Linked DNA regions of Callithrix jacchus: region 2 is linked to region 1. A link is a contact called in public Hi-C data. All regions are on one chromosome and are shown on one strand. The core of a region is the stretch at or near the end of the contact, and the rest is flanking DNA. Distances in the headings are between cores, read along the strand shown. Region 1 holds the start of INS (insulin). Region 2 has its middle 88 kb from the start of IFITM10.

Evidence for each region. Hi-C and Micro-C count contacts between places; a contact is called where the count stands out from the background.
Region 2: a contact with region 1 is called in a Hi-C map of induced pluripotent stem cells, with 5 times the contacts expected there. The contact joins the enhancer-like site here to the promoter of INS in region 1. A contact is called at or near these places in 2 of 3 Hi-C or Micro-C datasets (induced pluripotent stem cells and skeletal muscle).

What each region holds. Positions count from the first base shown.
Region 1 is chr10:129,708,759-129,713,977 of calJac240_pri, reverse strand. It overlaps INS (insulin), which reads right to left and starts at 2,163. Exons shown (of 3, transcript XM_035263736.3): 1 at 2,040-2,163; 2 at 1,644-1,864; 3 at 633-935. The coding sequence starts at 2,125. The coding sequence ends at 796. TH (tyrosine hydroxylase) reads right to left here. Exons shown (of 12, transcript XM_078341769.1): 12 at 4,252-4,634. The coding sequence ends at 4,475.
Region 2 is chr10:130,228,435-130,233,653 of calJac240_pri, reverse strand. No RefSeq gene overlaps it. Among named protein-coding and RNA genes, the nearest start is that of IFITM10, 88 kb to the right of the region's middle. Within about 2 kb of position 1,978, at least 2 of the 16 cell types and tissues checked have an H3K27ac peak or open chromatin away from gene starts, as enhancers often do.

The sequences.
Region 1 (5,219 bases), core at 914-3,413:
CTGCCCCAGCTCATGCTCCCATCTGACCTTCCCTGCTCCCTCCAAGGCACGAGTGGGGCCCCCAGGTGTCTGGGCCTGGATGTTATGGGCTGTGGCTGCAGACCGCTGCCAGTTTGGGCCTCAAGGCCAGGGTGTGTGACTGCTCCGGGACTGCCTGGAGCTGGGGATAGTAGGTACCACTCGGCATCCTCCCCCCACTTCCCAGCCCCCGCCTGCAGGACCCGCTCCAGCAGCCCAGCCTCCTTCTTCCACAGGGACTCCATCAGAAATAGCTGTAAAAATGGAACCTGGGAGGGCTAGGTGGGGGAAATGCTGGAATCTTCTCATCCCCTTTCCTCAACAAGGTCTCTGGGGACTCCAAGAGCCCAGAGCTACTGAGCAAGAAGTCATTTCCCAGTGGCCCCGCCACCCGGCCTCTCAAGAGACCCCCCCCAACTCTGAAACTGGACCCTGAGCCCCAGCGCGGGAGTAGCAAAGAGGCAGCCAACAGGCACCACCACTTTGGGGGGCCTGGCCAGTGAGGGCACCTATGGGCATCTAGAGAGTGTCTAGAGAGCTAGGAGGGGCTCATAACAGTGCCAGGAAGCGGGGCCTGGCCCAGGGCCCCGAAAACACACAGACAGCACAGCAGAGCTGGTTCGAGGCTTTATTCCATCACTCGTGGTGCAGGTGCAGAGGGTGCAGGCCGCATTTGAGCCTGCCTGCGGGCCGCGACTAGCTGCGGTTCTCCAGCTGGCAGAGGGAGCAGGTGCTGGTGCAGGTGGCAGTGGGCACGGGGTGGCCTGTGGGCCCAGTCTAGTTGCAGTAGTTCTGCAGCTGGTAGAGGGAGCAGATGCTGGTGCAGCACTGATCCACGACGCCACGCTTCTGCAGGGGACCCTCCAAGGCCGGCAGGCTGCCCGTGATAGAGCCCCCACCCAGCTCTACCTGCCCCACTGCCAGGGCGAGCCACACAGAGCAGGTCCAGAACAGCAGTGAGGAAGAGGACACAGGATGGCACAGTCAGGGAGAGACGATGCCCGCCTGCCCACCAGCCCCAGGTCACGCTCCCACCCCTCTCCAGCCAAGCTGGGCCCAGGTGGAGGAAGGGTGGCTCACACCAGATGTGGACATAGAGGGCTTCAATGCGCTGGGTGGTGCCATGGCGGGAGGCTGAACAGGTACCCCCGGTACGTCTTCCCAGGGCCTGTCCCCAGCGCCTGCCTCATTTCCTGACTTTGGAGCTGTCGTGAAGCCCAGGGACACTGTGGCCAGCAGCCATGTCCTCCTCAGGTGCCATGGGGCGTTTGTGACCCTGTGACCCCAGGTCACCCAGGACTTGATGTACTCAACAAAACACTGGAAGCTGCAGTTTTCGGGTGAGGGTGGAGAAGTGGGCTGCGGGGCACTTGCTTGAGGGGCACATGAAGGGAGGAATCTGCCCTGCCCGCCCTCTTAGGTATCTCGGAGCTCAGCTGCCGAAGCCAATACCGTCCTCAGGCTGAGTTTCTGCTGGGGCCGCAGGGAGCTGGTCACGTTTTAGGATGTGACCAAGAGAACTTCATCTCTTTTTAAAAAGTCCACCTGTTGCCCAGGCTGGGTGGGAGCAGCAGGAGCAAGGGTGGCTGGGGGTGGTGGGGGGAGTGAGGGGCGGTGGGGCTCACCCTGCAGGTCCTCCGCCTCCCGGCGGGTCTTGGGTGCGTAGAAGAAACCTCGCTCGCCGCACACCAGGTAGAGGGCTTCCACCAGGTGGGGGCCGCACAGGTGCTGGTTCACAAACGCCGGGGCTGGCTCGGGTCCCCAGAGGGCCAGCAGTGCCAGCAGGGGCAGGAGGGGCATCCACGGGGCCATGGTGGAAGCACAGCGGCCTGGGAGACAGGCAGGGCTGAGGCCGGCTGAAGGTCAGGTGCCCTGCCCTGGGGCCCCTGGGCTCACCCAAATGCTTCAGAGCCCAGCCATGCCCTCCCACTGCAGAGCTGGGGCCTGGGGTCCAACTGCTCTGCAACCCCCAAGTGGGGCAGCCCTGGGCCCAGGCTGGCTCAAAGGCCCTTGGAACACACCTGCTGGCTGGTCTCCTGCGATGCAGCTGGTCCCGGAGGGCTGAAGGCTGCTGGGTCCCCGCTGGCTTTATAGGCCCACAGCCCATCTTCCCTACGTGCCAACCCTGCCGCCTGGCCCATTAGGGCCTGGGGTGCAGGGCTGGCAGATGGCTGGGGGCTGAGGCTGTACCTTCCAGATCATTTCCCGGCTGCTGGGTCGGCGGGAATATCTCCCTGGTCCTCAGGGCCAGGGAGGGGGTCATTAGATTCTTAACCAGGGTCCTCGTGGCCAGACCTGTGCCTGCTCGCAGCTGGGGGTAAATGTCTCCCGGAGAGCACAGCCCTCATCTGGGCCACTTTCCACATTAGACCAGGAGAGCAGGAGGCTGCAGGGCGGGGTTCTTCATGTTGCTGTCCCCAGACTCCTGCCCTCCATCTCTGGTTGCCTGAGATGCCCCCATGGGTGGGCAGAGGTTGCGGGGTGGGGGAGCGAGAAGGCCCCCTTCCTGCTGGCTGCCCAGTTCCCACCCCACCCCAGGACAGCAGCCCCAGCTGAGGCCCTCAGTTCCCCTGGGTGGCAGGAGGGCAGGACCCAGGGACCCAGGGACGAGCAGCGGGTCCCCAGCAGGCTGCCTGGACCTCATCTTCCCTGTGATCTGTGGTGGCTGCAGGGCTCCATGGGCAGGTGTGGGAAGCACCGTCCTGGCCCCATAGGCACCTTCCTGGCCCCCACTCCTCTTCCAGGAGCCCCTGCCCATTGCTCCTCTCCTGGCCAGGCCCCACGATCCCATCACCCCCACAGTGTCATCTGGGCTGAGCCCTGGGGAGGCAACTGGAGGTCAGCTGGACCCATCGGGAGTGCAAGGGCTCCGAGCCTCATTGCCCGCAGCCCCTAACCACCTTTGAGCGCCAGGGGCAGGATCAGGAGGTCCCAGCAGCAAGAGGGCAAGATCATGGCGCAGGCAGGTTGGGGCATTGTGTGCCCCGAACCCTCTCATCCCTGTGCCCCAGCCTGGCCTCAACTTCAGAGCCCCTGGGGGCCACCCCGAGCTCTCCCAGCCTTAGCATCTCCTGCCTATCCAGTTTGGTAGTGGGCACCAGCTGACTGTGGGTCCCTCCCTTCCACCCCTTCCACCCTGAGCCGTGCTGTAGCAGGACCTGTGATGACTGCCCCAGGATGCCACCATGCTCTGAGGCCCTGCAGTGGGGCAAGACAAGTGTGTAGGGAGAGAGCCTGGATGGGGGTGCTCAGGTGGGAGAGCAGAGCCAGGGGCTGGTAGGGTCAGGGGCAGCGAGGTAGGCACAAGCTCTTCCCCAGGGCTTCCTTGGGGCTCACAGCCCTTCAGAGACACTCCTAGTTGCAGCCTCTAGGTGCCTGCAGGGGCTGGGCTCCGACACGGTGTGTGAGGAACAGACTGCCAGGCTGGGAAGGACTGCTGTGCCCGGGAGGGCCTTGACGGATGAGTAGGAGTTTGCCACGGTTGTCAGCCTGCGAGCTCCAGGACCCCAGCAGAGTGTGGTGGGGCAGCTGGAGGGAGGGAGGGGCATTGAAGGCCAGCTGGTGTCCTGGCCCACCCTGCAGGATGCCTGGGGTTGCTCTCTCTAAGATAGGAAGCGGCACCCGGCTGGCCAGGCCTGGAGGGTGCTGGGTGCTCTCTCTGGAGGACATCTCCCTCTCACAGCAGCCTCCTGGGGAGACAGGCCCAGGGCATCTGCTCAGCCACCAGCTCAGCTGGACTATCCCATCAGCACACGTTCTGGGGGCCATGCTGAGACCCCCCTCAGATCGCAGGTCCTGCTCCAGGTGGGTGGGACATTGGAGCATCTGTCCCTCTCCCCGGTCCTCTCAAGGGCTGGGAGCCCCATCAGCAGGGGGTGCTAGGCCGGCAGGCCCCCCTCTGAGGCCACCCCCAGCCAGCACAGTTGTGACCCCTGCTCCCTGCCAGGCCTGAGAGAGACCCTCCCACTGTCACCTGGCTCCCTACCTCGGGAGGGCACCCAAGGAGATGGGGCAGCTCAGCCAGGGTGCCCGAGGGGCTCAGAGCTGGGCGGGGCCTCAGGGTGAATGGGGAAACTGGCCCCAGAGGGGCCTGCTGCCTAGCCAGGATGATCAGCCATCTCCCAGAGGAGGAAGGAGGCCAGGGCGAAACCTCTGAGTGAGGCTAGGGTGGGGGCGAGGGAGCCTGGGGCTCCCAGGGTCTGTCTTTGCGGCACAGACACGGGGCCAGGCAGGCAGAGGCACACTTTCTTTTATTGTGACAGTGGATGGGGCAGCAGATGGGGTCGGAGCAGGGCAGAGGGCAGCACAGCAGCCTCCAGGACAGGACCTCACCATGGGCACACGCAGCTGTTGTGCTGAGAAGCAGGCATCGGGGCAGCAGAAGCCTGGCAATGGGGAGGGCGTGGGGGGCAGTGGGACCCAGCCCCTCACCAGGGCCCTCGGTGGCGCCCTGAACCTAGCCAATGGCACTCAGTGCGTGGGCCAGGGTGTCCAGCTGGTCCTGGACACCCTCCAGGGAGCGCCGCACGGCCTGGGGACTGTCCAGCACATCGACGGCCCGTGTGTACGGGTCGAACTTCACGGAGAAAGGGCGCTGGATGCGTGAGGCGTAGCTCCTGGGGAGGAGAGCGGCAGAGCCCTTGGTCAATCAGCGGACAGAGTCTGCGGCCTCCAGGAGAGGGGGAGGCCAGCGGCCGCATTTCCACCATCACAGTGGCTCCAAGCTCCCAGGGCTTTTCTGAGCCACCTGGTCACAGGCAGGACACTGAGGCCTCCTCCAGGGCTGGGAGAGGGGTTCACGGGGAGACAGGCCAGGCTCCTTTTCCACCAGAGCCTCTGCCGGGCACCCCATCCTTGTCTGCACCTCCGCCAGGCCTCATTCTCCAGGAAGCCCTCCTTGACCACATCCCTAAGCCTGTGTGTGGAATTCAGCACCCGAATCCGACAGACACATAACTCCTGGCCTCATTTTCCCCAGGGCACAAGGGTGGGGCTGGCGGGAAGATGACGAACCCTTTTACTGAGGCTAATGGGCTCTGCTCCCCTCTCCTGACACCCTGGTCACTGTACCAAAGGCCCCTAGCCCCAGAGACCCCACTCCCACCGTGCCCCCACCCTGCCTCTGTCTTCCCCTGACCTCTCCCCATCCCTGGTTCCACAGGACCTCCTCACAAAGCTCAGCTCTGCCAACACCCCCAAGA
Region 2 (5,219 bases), core at 729-3,228, 520 kb before region 1:
GTGAGTGGTCATCACCTGAAAAAGCCAGAGGCGGCCTCTGGGGCTGGCCCCCGAGTCCCTTCTTTCTTCCCTGCAGGCTGAGTGCATTAGTTCAAGAGCCTACAGGCACCAAACTGAGATTTTTATAAATTCAATTGTTTTTAAAAATAGCCCCAAACAAGCAGGCTTTCAGCCCTTCCGACCCTGCCGGCTGCAGGGATTCTCGCCCAGAGGCTGCTCCCGACTCATCACCCACGCTCCCTGTCTCTGTCTCGTCTCTGTCTCTGTCTCATCTCTGTCTCTGTCTCTGTCTTGTCTCTGTCTCTGTCTCATCTCTGTCTCTGTCTCTATGTTCGTCTCTGTCTCTGTCTCTTTCTCTGTGTCTGTCTCTGTCTCTGTCTCTTTCTCTGTCTCTGTCTCTGTCTTCATCTATGTCTCTGTCTCATCTCTTTCTCTGTCTCTGTCTCTGTCTTCATCTCTGTCTCTGTCTCTGTCTTCATCTCTGTCTCTGTCTCATCTCTTTCTCTGTCTCTGTCTCTGTCTTCATCTCTGTCTCTGTCTCTTTCTCTGTCTCTGTCTCATCTCTTTCTCTGTCTCTGTCTCTGTCTTCATCTCTGTCTCTGTCTCTTTCTCTGTCTCTGTCTTCATCATCTCTGTCTCTCTCTATCTCTGTCTCTGTCTCTGTCTCCGTCTCTGTCTCTGCCTTTGTTTCTCTGCCCCGTCTCTCTTGCTCTCTCTCCCTTCTCCCTGACTCCTGCTCTCTCTCTTTCCCCCCCTCCCTTTCTTTCCCTCTTTCTCTTCCCCCTCACCCTGCCTCTCTCATCTGTATAATGGGAATGAAAGACTCAGAAATGGCCGCCAGTGTGGCGGTTGGAGCTCAGCCCCTGAGCCGCTACTTGAGGGGACTCTGAGGGCTTCACACCGGCTCAGCTTGTGATGGATGCACAGTGACTGTGGTGACACAGCTGGGCCTGTGCGCACAACCTCACCCACCCAGAAGTCACCTGCAGACACCGGCCCGGGGTCCAGCCCGCAGGGAAAGCTGGAGGGCAGGGAAGCTAACGCCCTTCTAGGGACAGTCTGTACTAAGGAAGGAGAAAGAACTGAGGACAGCCCCTGTGGCCTCGCAGAGGGTTCCCCGCAGCAGCCCCCGCAGAGGCCTCCTCGGCTTCCTCCTCCCTCCTCCCCGCACTTCCCCGAATCCCCCCTCCCTGTGAGCTTTGCCCTCCAGCCTTTGGCTCGGGGTTGTTTCTGAGGAAACACCAATGAAGATTGCAGCCTTGTGATTTCAGGGCTCCCTGTGGCCACGGGGCCTGGGCTATCCGGGCGGATGCAGCTGTCCGCAGACAGGCAGGGGGTGGGGGCCGTGGCCTGCGTGCGCCTCTGTTCCCGTTCCCATCCCCTTGTGTCTTGGGGAGCGCAGGCCTGCTTCCTTGTCACGTTCTTCCTCCTGCGTCAGGAGCCCCCTGGAGCCCGAGGCCCTTTGGGTCTGCTGCACCCGTGGGGCGAGCCTCCTGCCAGCTGGTGTCACGTACTCAGGAGCTGATTTCCCAAAGTTTAGGAGAAAATAGAGATTGTTTGCAGCCGATGGAAGAAGTTCCTTGATGGAGAAGGCCTGGCTGGGCTCCAGGGCCCTGGGCCCATCTCCGGGGCTTCCTGAAGCTCCCTGTGGAAGCTGAGCTGCCAGGCCATCTAGAGCACAGGGCCCTACGGGGCCATCGCTGGCACCGCAGGCGGGGTCCATGGGAGAGCCGCCCTTGCCTGGGCCTCCCCGAGGTCAGACAGCCGCTTGGGTCTCCTGGGAAATGCGTCCCAACCACAGAATGAGGTGTTGCTGGGGTCCCTCTTTCCCCAAGCAGGGCGGCAGTCATGGCCCCCCTCTCTGAGTGGCGTGGGCATCTGTGTAGAGGACTGCCAGGACATGCCCGGGGCGGCACCCTCTGGGACGCTACCGGCTCTATCCCAGCTGCCCGATGCGTGTCTTTCCAGGGCTGATGGGTGCAAAGGCTCCCAGTGCTGGACCAGCAGGGCGCCGGGCAAGGCAGTGCAGCCCGAGGCAGCGCCAGAAGGGGTCGGCTCCCCCAGGCAGGGTCCCTGACAGCCTCATCCTAACGTTCCGTCTGTTTGGATAGGGACAAACACTGCCTCGATCTCAGCCAGGCACCGCTGCAGTTTGCTCCAGCCAGCCAACTGCCCTGAGCGGCGGCGGCCGCAGTTCCGAGGTGACCCCAGGCGAGGGCCGACTGTGCTGTGAGACCTGGGGGTGTGACGGGTGGGTCGGAAGCCCCTGGACCCTCAGTTCCTGGTGCAGGGTGGCTCCTGGGAGTCTGGATCAGGTGTCCCTTCTCATGTGCCTCTCAGGATGAACTGACAGGACCCACCTGGCTGCTCCTTGCTCCGGGTCTTTGCAGCCAACACGGAGGTTTGCAGTCGCCGAGGACGTTTGTCTGGACATTTTGTCCAGTGCCCGAGGGGACAGCTGCAGGCTGGCTATGGAGTCCACATGGGGTCAGCCCTCAGCGGTTTACATGGAAATCCACTCAGTCATATGTCCACACACTGCCACCTTGACTGGCGGCGGGCAGAGGGGAGCACAGTGTCCTTCTCCCCATGGGTCAGCGTCCACAGGCCCTGGATGGTTTAGGCACAGTGAGACCCAGCTGTCTGGGGAAGGCAGGGAAGATGCCTGACACCCGCTCGGATGGTGTCCTGGCAGCAGCCCTGTCCAGAGTCCCGGCTCCTGCACATATGAGATGCTGAGCAGGAACTGACGGTCAAGGTGGGGCTGGCTGCTGTGCTCGCCTGCCTTCTGCCACTGGGGGACGGGGGACCAGGCCTCTTTGCCTTCAGTGGTGGAAGAAAACTCCTGCATGCCACACAGACTCACACGTGACGTGATTTTCCCCCAAAGAAGTTGCCAGAAGACCAGATAAAATAGCAAACCTTCTCTACAGGTGCCCAAGAAGCGCTCGTGGAAACTCAGAAGCCACTCAGGACAAAGCCGACGCCAAACAGAGACGGGAAGAAATTGCTCGCACAGAAGAGTTCGCTCATGTCCTCAGGAGCCTGTGCGGACACAGCCTTAAAGTGTGAAGTGCCAGCCACTGTCATTAAAATGAGAACGAAGGGGGTCCCCATCACCCCCATCATCTATTCTGGTTCTAGCAATGGCAGGAGGACCACAGAGTAACACAAGCCACATAGGAAAATTGCAGCTTGGCCAGGCACCGTGGCTCACACCTGTAATCCCAGCACTTTGGGAGGCTGAGGCGGGTGGATCACCTGAGGTCAGGAGTTCGAGACCAGCCTGGCCAAGATGGTGATACCTCATGTCTACCAAAAATACAAAATTAGCCAGGTGCAGGTGTGGTGATAGGTGTCTGTAGTCCCAGCTACTCGGGAGGCTGAGCCAGGAGAATCGCTTGAACCTAGGAGGTAGAGTTTGCAGTGAGCCAAGATCGTGCCACTGCACTCCAGCCTGGGTGACAGAGCAGCGAGACTCCTTCTGTTAAAAAAAAAAAAAAAGAAAAAAAATTGCAGCCTGCCTGAGTAGGGTGTCCTGGTGGTGAGGTGGGTGCTGCTGCGTTCTGGGCTCACTGCTGACAAATGCCTGAGAACCTTGAGAAATGTTTCAATAGGGCTGGGAGCAGTGGCTCCCGCCTGTCATCCCAGCACTTTGGGAGGCTGGGGCGGGCAGATCACCTGAGGTCCGGAGTTTGAGACCAGCCTGGCCAACATGGTGAAACCCCATCTCCACTAAAGATACAAAAAAAAAAAAAAATAGCCAGGCATGGTGGCCCATGCTCGTAGTCCCAGCTATGCAGGAGGCTGAGGCAGGAGAATCACTTACGCAAGGTTGCACCACTGCACTCCAGCCTGGGCAACAGAGCAAGACTCCATCTCAAAACAAAAAAGCAAATCAGACGGGTTTGAATGTTCCGCAGCCATTTGAGAGCCCCGGTCTGCCCGAGTGTGAGGGAGGCCCAGGGCAGCAGGGATCCCAGTGCTAAGGTCCTGCTGAAAACACTGTCTGTGGGAGGGATGGGTCTCCCCAGCAGCTGAGACTGGTGGCGCCCTTCCCTGCCCCCACCAGCCCTGGAGGAACTGCCCTGGTTTTTTTCTTCATGTGTGTATGGCGGCTCCTAACCGTTCTGCATGCCATCAGCCATCACATATACATCTCCTGCGTATATTATTTGCCTGTATTTCTTTTCTTTCGAGATGTACTTTTGCTGTGTTGCCCAGGCTGGAGTGCAGTGGTGCCATCTGGGCTCACTGCAGCCTCCACCTCCCGGGTTCAAGAGATTCTCCTGCCTCAGCCTCCCATGTAGCTGGGATTACAGGTGCCTGCCACCAAGCCCAGCTAATTTTTGTATTTTTAGTAGAGATGGGGTTTCATCATGTTGGCCAGGCTGGTCTCGAACTCCTGACCTCAAGTGGTCCACCCACCTCAGCTTCCCAAAGTGCTGGGTGTGAGCCGCGGCGCCCGCCCATATTTCTACGAGTATTCTGTCTTCATCCTTTAAATTCAGAATGTAAATGCCCCACGGCTACGCCACCTCGATTCCGGCTGGTCTCCTGTCACCTCAAGGTGCATGAACAAGGACATTGACGCGGCCTTCGGCGTCACAGAAACCACACAATGCCAAACACGCAACGTGAAATACTGAGACTCCATCCCCGGGGTGGTGGCTGAACTCACGATGGTCCAGTGCCACTGTGGAGTCTCATGGGAAACTGAGGCACATAGACACATTGAGGTTAAACATCCCCATGTTAGAAACAAGAAAGGAATCTGCACATACGACAGCAGGTGGGACGGACACGAAAAAGTGTTCACACCGACAGCACACCGGGACCAGAAGGGGCTGGGGACGTTTTCCACTTTTAATTTTTGTACCCTTCTATTGTTTGCACAATATGAATGGTGGTCGGGTATTTTTTTTTTTTTTTTGAAATGGAGTCTTACCCTGTCACGCAGGCTGGAGTGCAATGCCATGATCTCAGCTCACTGCAATCTCTACCTCCTGGATTCAAGTGCTTCTCCTGCCTCAGCCTCCCAAGTAGCTGGGATTAGAGGTGTGCACCACCACGCCCGGCTAATTTTGTGTGTCTTTAGTAAAGACGGGATTTCACCTTGTTGGCCAGGCTGGTCTCGAACTCCTAACCTCGTGATTCACCTGCCTCGACCTCCGTGCGCGGCTGGGTATTCCTTTTATAATTAAAGGAAGTAATCCATT